Linked DNA regions of Mus musculus: region 1 is linked to region 2. A link is a contact called in public promoter capture Hi-C data. All regions are on one chromosome and are shown on one strand. The core of a region is the stretch at or near the end of the contact, and the rest is flanking DNA. Distances in the headings are between cores, read along the strand shown.

Evidence for each region. Promoter capture Hi-C pulls out the DNA fragments that hold promoters and counts their contacts.
Region 1: a promoter capture Hi-C map of liver shows a contact between it and region 2, with 5 times the contacts expected there. The contact joins the promoter of Abhd2 here to the promoter of Klhl25 in region 2. A contact is called at or near these places in 3 of 39 promoter capture datasets (cranial neural crest, liver and pre-B cells) and 1 of 484 Hi-C or Micro-C datasets (B cells).

Annotation. Positions count from the first base shown.
Region 1 is chr7:79,271,838-79,275,096 of GRCm38.p6, reverse strand. It overlaps Abhd2 (abhydrolase domain containing 2), which reads right to left and starts at 1,831. Exons shown (of 11, transcript NM_018811.6): 1 at 1,758-1,831. Gm31510 (predicted gene, 31510) reads left to right here and starts at 2,068. Exons shown (of 2, transcript NR_169073.1): 1 at 2,068-2,130; 2 at 3,240-3,259.
Region 2 is chr7:75,847,088-75,850,203 of GRCm38.p6, reverse strand. Klhl25 (kelch-like 25) reads right to left here and starts at 1,866. Exons shown (of 3, transcript NM_001122780.1): 1 at 1,731-1,866. Gm51489 (a long non-coding RNA gene) reads right to left here. Exons shown (of 3, transcript XR_003946804.1): 3 at 2,492-2,604.

The sequences.
Region 1 (3,259 bases), core at 582-3,081, 3.4 Mb before region 2:
CATGGAAAGGCGACCACACGCTATTTAGCAAACCTGTTATGGTGACCATACGCCAGGCACTGTTCTAGTGGTCCCAATAGCGCATATTTCTCTAATCTTTTAACCAAAGTACCAGCATCATTCCTTGCCTTACTGGCCAGGAAACTGATACAGAGAAGTTGGATAACTTGCCCCAAGTCACACAGCTAGGAAGAGGCAGAACGAAGATTTAAACCCAAGCACTTAGATGCCAAAGTCTGAGCTTCTACCCCCTCTGGACTCATCTAGAACTTCAAGAATGAGAACTCTGCCGGAAGTAGAATTCAAATCATGTCCTGCCTAGACCTAGGGTTCAAGGGATGGAACAACTCTTAGTCCTGACCCTGTGATGACCAGCCAGCTGTGACTACCCCAGGCCTTAGGTTTCTTCATCCGTACAATAAGGGGGAAGAGTTAGATGAGCATCAGCCTTTTGGCTTCTAAATATCATGCTGACCGCCAGCAGCGTGGACTGAGCTGCTTTTGGCTGCCTACCCGGACAAAGCTTCATTTATCTTCACCTGGGTAAAGCGGGTTATAATTATTTCTTCTGCTTCCCGACCTTCAGAGGATTATGTCCTTCCTAGTCAAGCAAATGAGGGGAGGCAGTGAGGAGGGGAAATGCATTCTGCTTAGTGTGACTGTAACCCAATGGTCCTTGAAAAGCTCTGGGCACAGATCATGTTGACTCTGCCAATCCTGCAATCTCTCCCAAGCCTGTTCTTGGAACCTGCCTCTGGGCCAGGTAAAACTTGACCAGCTGGAGGTGAGGGCACCACAAAAGAGGAACCAGAAAGTGGAACCCCCAACTGCGCACTTAAGGTGAACCACTTGATTAACTCAGCATTCAATATAATCTATTCCATTTGTACGCAGGCATGCACACATGCATTTGAGAGCTAAGACCTCAAAAAAGATCATTATGGGTGTATTCAACATCCCCTTGGAATCTAGCCAACTCCGGTAAGTCCCATCCTCGATACAGTCAATAAATGTTGTTCAGAGTGCATGGGTGGATGGAGAAGGGCCTCACAGATGGCTCATACAATTCTCCCCTTCCTAAGCATCCCAGACAGGTGGCTATCATCTGGCCTCTGGCTAGGCACTTCCAAGGTCGATGCTCTGGCTGCTCGGCCTGGCAGGCAGCCCGGGGCGCTGCTGGACAGATCTTGTGGGGAAAGCCCACGAAGCACCTAGAACAGTTGCCCCACAAGCTCAATAAAGTGCGCCTCCAAGTAGGTCAAAAATTGCTTCCCTACAACTTGAACCCATCGGTCGTAGGTGAGCCCCGGGATCCCAAAATGCATCGGCCCATCGAAAGGGCTTGTAGTCAGGCCCTTTCAGGTTTCCAGCATCCTGCACTCTCTACCCTGAGTCTGGCCGGCCAGATACCTCCCCCAGGACCAAGACTTCAGCATTGATCAGAGCGAGGGATGGCAGCCAGGAGGCCTCCGTCGGCCTTGTCCCCAACCTCGGTTCCTCGAGCAGGAGAGGACAAAGGACCTTTAGGAAGGCGTATCCCACCAATGGGTTGGGCTGCCCCGTCATCAGACAAGCTGGCCCTCTAGATCCCCGCAGTGCCAGGTGACAGTCCCCCAAACAGTCCCCACGGATCCGGAGCACTCAAGCTGCGGCGCGATGGGCCGAGCCACGCTGGGGACCGGGTAACTCGGGGTTCTGGCCCGACGCATCCAAGGCGCGATCCCTGTTTGGTGGAACTCGCCCAGCCGAGGTCTTACCTTCTCTCATTGACTCCAGCAGTCCAACCCGCCCGGAGTCCGGTTCCCGCAGCTCCGCAGCTGCCGGCTGCGCTCATAGAAATACAGCCGGAACCCCTGGCCAGCGCAGCTCCCGCCGCTACCGGCCCCGCCCAGGCAACTGCCGCCACGCCCCTGACGACCGCCTCTGCTACGCCCCCAAGCAAGGCTCTCCCAGTGTCCATTGGATCACCCAGCCGCCACTCTATTTGTTCATCGCGCTTGTTGCGTCTATATGGTGGCCCATTGGTCAGTAGGACTGCTCCTCAAGGTGGAGGCGGAGATTCTTAGCGGGCAATTCTCCTATAATTGGTTACTTTTGATGTCTTTAGCCAGTGGGCCTAGATGCTATTGGGTAAGGTCCTCCCCGAGGGGCGGGATAAGGGGAGCCGGCTAAAGGATGGGTTATGTTTGATGGTTGATGATACGGAGTAGAGGAGAGGGCCTATTGTGATGGCTTTCTGAGTTCTGGGGCAGAAAGGTCCGGAGTCTTATAGAGATGAACTGGGGAAAGAGATAGCCCAGCCGTGGGGTTCTCAGCACTGGTGTGCCCAGGAAGATGAACCTGTAGCTCAGGACGTAGGTGTTTGAAGTGTGGAGTCCTAACTTAGTAGAGCAGAGGTGGTGAGTCACTAAACCAGAAAGCAAGAGGTGGAGGCGACAAAGAGGTGGAGGCAGCAGCCTTTGACCTCTTTCAGCTAGGGAAGTGGGTGGGAACATGCAGGACTTTATGGACCTGTTACAGTCCCTATGATCTTTCAGCTTTTAACCAGCCCTTGTGGTTGGAGGCCACTTGGAAGAAGTGACCTTTGAAGTCAGACTGCAGTCTTGGCCGTGCCTTTTAGCCTTTTAGAGTTCTCACTGACTATATTTGGTAAGTGCTGGTTGCTGATAGAAGATCAGTACAGTGCGTGGTGTTCCACGGGCGTTTATCAAGACTAGCTATTCATCACTCACCCTCTCCATCCATGCACCTAGACTGGGTTCTACCATTCTGTGAACCTGAGGCTCTGTTCGCAACGGCACGTGCCTGATGGAGAGAATACTGACAACCCGAAAGGGAGCTCCAGTGAGGCAGCCACCGACACACTGCCAAGGCACGCAGTGTGGCTCCAAGAGAAGAGGCAGGAGACAGAAGGAACACATAGCCAGAGGAAGGAATTTAGATTTGAAGCAATGTTAAATTTTCTCTTAATACATTTCCGGACCCCGACAAGGAAAGCATGAGCCAACTCAAGGAGGAGGAGCCAGCACCGGTCTCCTGTTTGTTATTCCAGCAGGAAGCTGAGGCAGGAGGATTGCTTTACTTTGAAGCTACATAATGAGTCCTCCTCTGTCACAATGAGGCCTTGTCACAAACAAACAAAGCAATGTGAGCAAGTAGCAGCCTTTGAAGGCTACTTAGTGCGGATCCAGAAGTCCCTCTAAAATATCCCTCAGACTCCCCCATTTCTCATTTTGAAGGTATGGGACACCCCAGAGTG
Region 2 (3,116 bases), core at 617-3,116:
AGCAGGGTCTCAATATCATCTGCTCAAATGATTAGTTTGACTAAAGCCGTCTCTGCATACATAGCAAGCTCACTGCTCCAGGCCGCCCTCCTCCCTCTAAGACAGGAAGGATGCATTTACTTTACAGCGCACACGGGGGCATTTCTTTTTGTCTTCCTACTTTTCTCTCCCTACACTGGTGGCACAGGCTTAAGATGCCATCAACAGGAACTGAGCCACCGTGGAACACACAACTTGCACACGGATCCTGCACCGCTGCATGGCGCAAGGAACCCAGTTGCAGTTCGATGCCCATGAAAAAGATTTCGTCTGTCCATCCTCCACAATTTTTTTGAACAATCTCCCTGGACTGGCTTGCTGATAAAGGACTCAGCTGAAATATCAATAATTACAGGGCTGGGACAAAAGTGACTTTGCCCATCTCCACAGACAAAGCCTGTGATCTCCACAACCCTGTCTTAGAGGGACCAAATCTACTGTAGGATAAGAGCACCGTGGGTCCTCCCTCCTCTGTCCCCTGACACAAGCTTTCAGCAACACCCATAAAAAGTCCTCCCAGCATAACTGTGCCGCTTATGAAAGAGGCTCAGCAAACTAGAGGGTCAGGTGCCAAGTGCCCCTCCCTCCCCGTCTTACTCCAGGGGTGAAGAGCCCAGACATCTGGCATACCTTGTCCTGCCCTGAGCATGGAGGGAGAACTAGTGCCCAATGAACCTTGGCCAAAGCAACTTGGCCTCTGGTCTCCCCAAAGTACAGATGAACTACAAAGCCCCCGAGAGTCCGCCCCTCCCCCCAACTTCCTGTGCTCGAGTCTCTAGAAAGTCTCCCAGATTGGTAAGGTGGCACTTGCTTATAAACCCAGCTCTCAGGAGACTGGGACCAGAGATTTCATGCTCAAGGCTGGCCTGACGTTTATAACAAGACTAAAACCGGGAGAGGAAAAAAAGAAAAAAAAGTAAGACTGTGAGAATCCACTTTGAGGTCCTTGAGGCACTTGCACCCAAGTGTCTGGTGCCCCAGTAGGCACAATTCCCGAGTAGGAAAAAGCTTCTAATACAGCTATGAAGGAGACTAGTCCAGTGGGGATTTGCAGACCACAGCGGAATTCTCGCGCCAGGGCAACGCATGGGAGGAGGGGAATGGGATGGCGGGGGGAGGGGGGGGTGGACTACTTGCTACGGCCCTGCCAGATCGGCCACCACCTGGGTAGGTAGGGGCGTATGGCTCCGGGAGTGTCACCACTCTCCCTTGATAGACAACTTTCCAGACAGGAAGGACCCTATGCTGCGGGCCACACGGCCAGGCCCTGCTGTCTACTCTTCCCTGGTTTAACCCCTCGGCCCTGGCTAGGTACAAGCAAGTCGCGGGGACCTTGGCTAGGTGTGTGCACAAAGCTGCACGGTTCGCATCCTCGAAGACAAGCAGTTTCCTCTTTCTAGGATCAATAGTAATTTTTTTAAAAAAGAGAATCAGCGGACTCAATGAATCAAACACTCCCGGGAGAGGGTAGCCGCTCCTGCGCGTAACATCCGTTTGGAAAACAATTCATTCCCTTGGCGGGAGCTCTGAACATAACAGTACGGGGTCCCCAAGCTCGATCGAGGGGCGCTCCCAGGTCAGCACCCACTTCCCCGACCCAGTGAACTGGGCCTGCGGTCCTACGCCCTGCCCGGCGATCCTCGAGCAGGATCGCTCGCTGTCCCGGTGACAAGTTCCGACCTGATCCTCACCGTGCGGCCCCACAGGCTCTGCAGTCCCCGCCGCTGCCGCCGCCCCCGGCCGGCTCACCAGTCCCGGCCGCGATCCCGTAGCCGAACCGCACGGGCGCTGCCAACAAACTAGTTTCTCCGGCCTTCCCGCCCCGCCTCGCGGCCCGAAGCGCAGCAACCAATCATAAACCGCGCCTCTGTGACGGATGGGTCGACTGACCCGTAATACAGTCGCGTGAGAAGAAAGGGACGGTCGTCCAGGCCATCGGTGCCGCGGAAGGCGGGGCGGGGAGAGGAAAGCGACTGCCACCAGATTCTTAAAGGGACAGGCCATTGCCTTTCTGTTCTGGTGGCCAGAGTTGGGAGAAAGCAACACGACCTGTTCTAGAGCTTCTCTTAAGGAAGGTCTTTGTCGATCACACGCATTCTTCTTTCTGTTACCGAATCACAGCCGTTGTTGATCTTTTTAAAGACCAGCAATCTAATCGCTCCTATGTTAAGGAAATCCTTTTTCCCTCCCGGCTAGTTTCGATGCGAGGGAATTTCTACAGACACGAATCCCTGTCTATACTGGGAATTCCCAGATTTCAAGGGAGAGGACTTTAAGCTTCAGCTGTTCTGTCAAGCCGGTGGAAATTTCTTCCTAAACTTTTTTTTAACCCTTCAAATATCCTTCACTATTAGAACTCTCAGCGGTACAAAACTGATAGAGTAAATCTATATCTATACATACATACATACATACATACATACATACAACACACATATGGAATTTATTAGAGTAACTTTCAGGCTGTGGCCGGGGTAGCCCAACAATGGCTGTCTCCGGATATAACGTCTGAGAGTCCAACTGTCAGTCCACGAGGCTGGATGCTTCAGCTGGTCTTCAGTATACCTTGGAATTCAGAAGAAGTTGGCTATAATACAATGAAAGAATGACCCTACCTGTGAAACTTAAGGGCAGACAAAGAGCAAAAGCTTGCTTCTTCCAGGTCCTTTTTCCAGGCTGCCGCTAGAAGGTGCCCAGATTTAGGGTGGGTCTTCGGGGGTGGGTGGATATGGGGGACTTTTGGTATAGCATTGGAAATGTAAATGAGCTAAATACCTAATAAAAAATGGAAAAAAAAAAAAGAATGAAATTGGCTCAAAAAAAAAAAAAAAAGGGTCTTCCTATCTCAAATGATCCAACCAGGAAAAAATCCCTCACAGGTGAGCCCAGCTGCTTGGGTTTTAGCTACTCCAGATATAATCAAGTTGAGGATCAAGAGTAGACATCACACTTGCCCAACGCATCCATTAGTTCATTTAAGAGTTACTAGATGAGCTGGGGAGTGGCGCTCACAACCACCTGTAATGAGAACGCCCTCTTCTGGTGCGTCTGAAGTCAGCTACAGTGTACTTATGTAT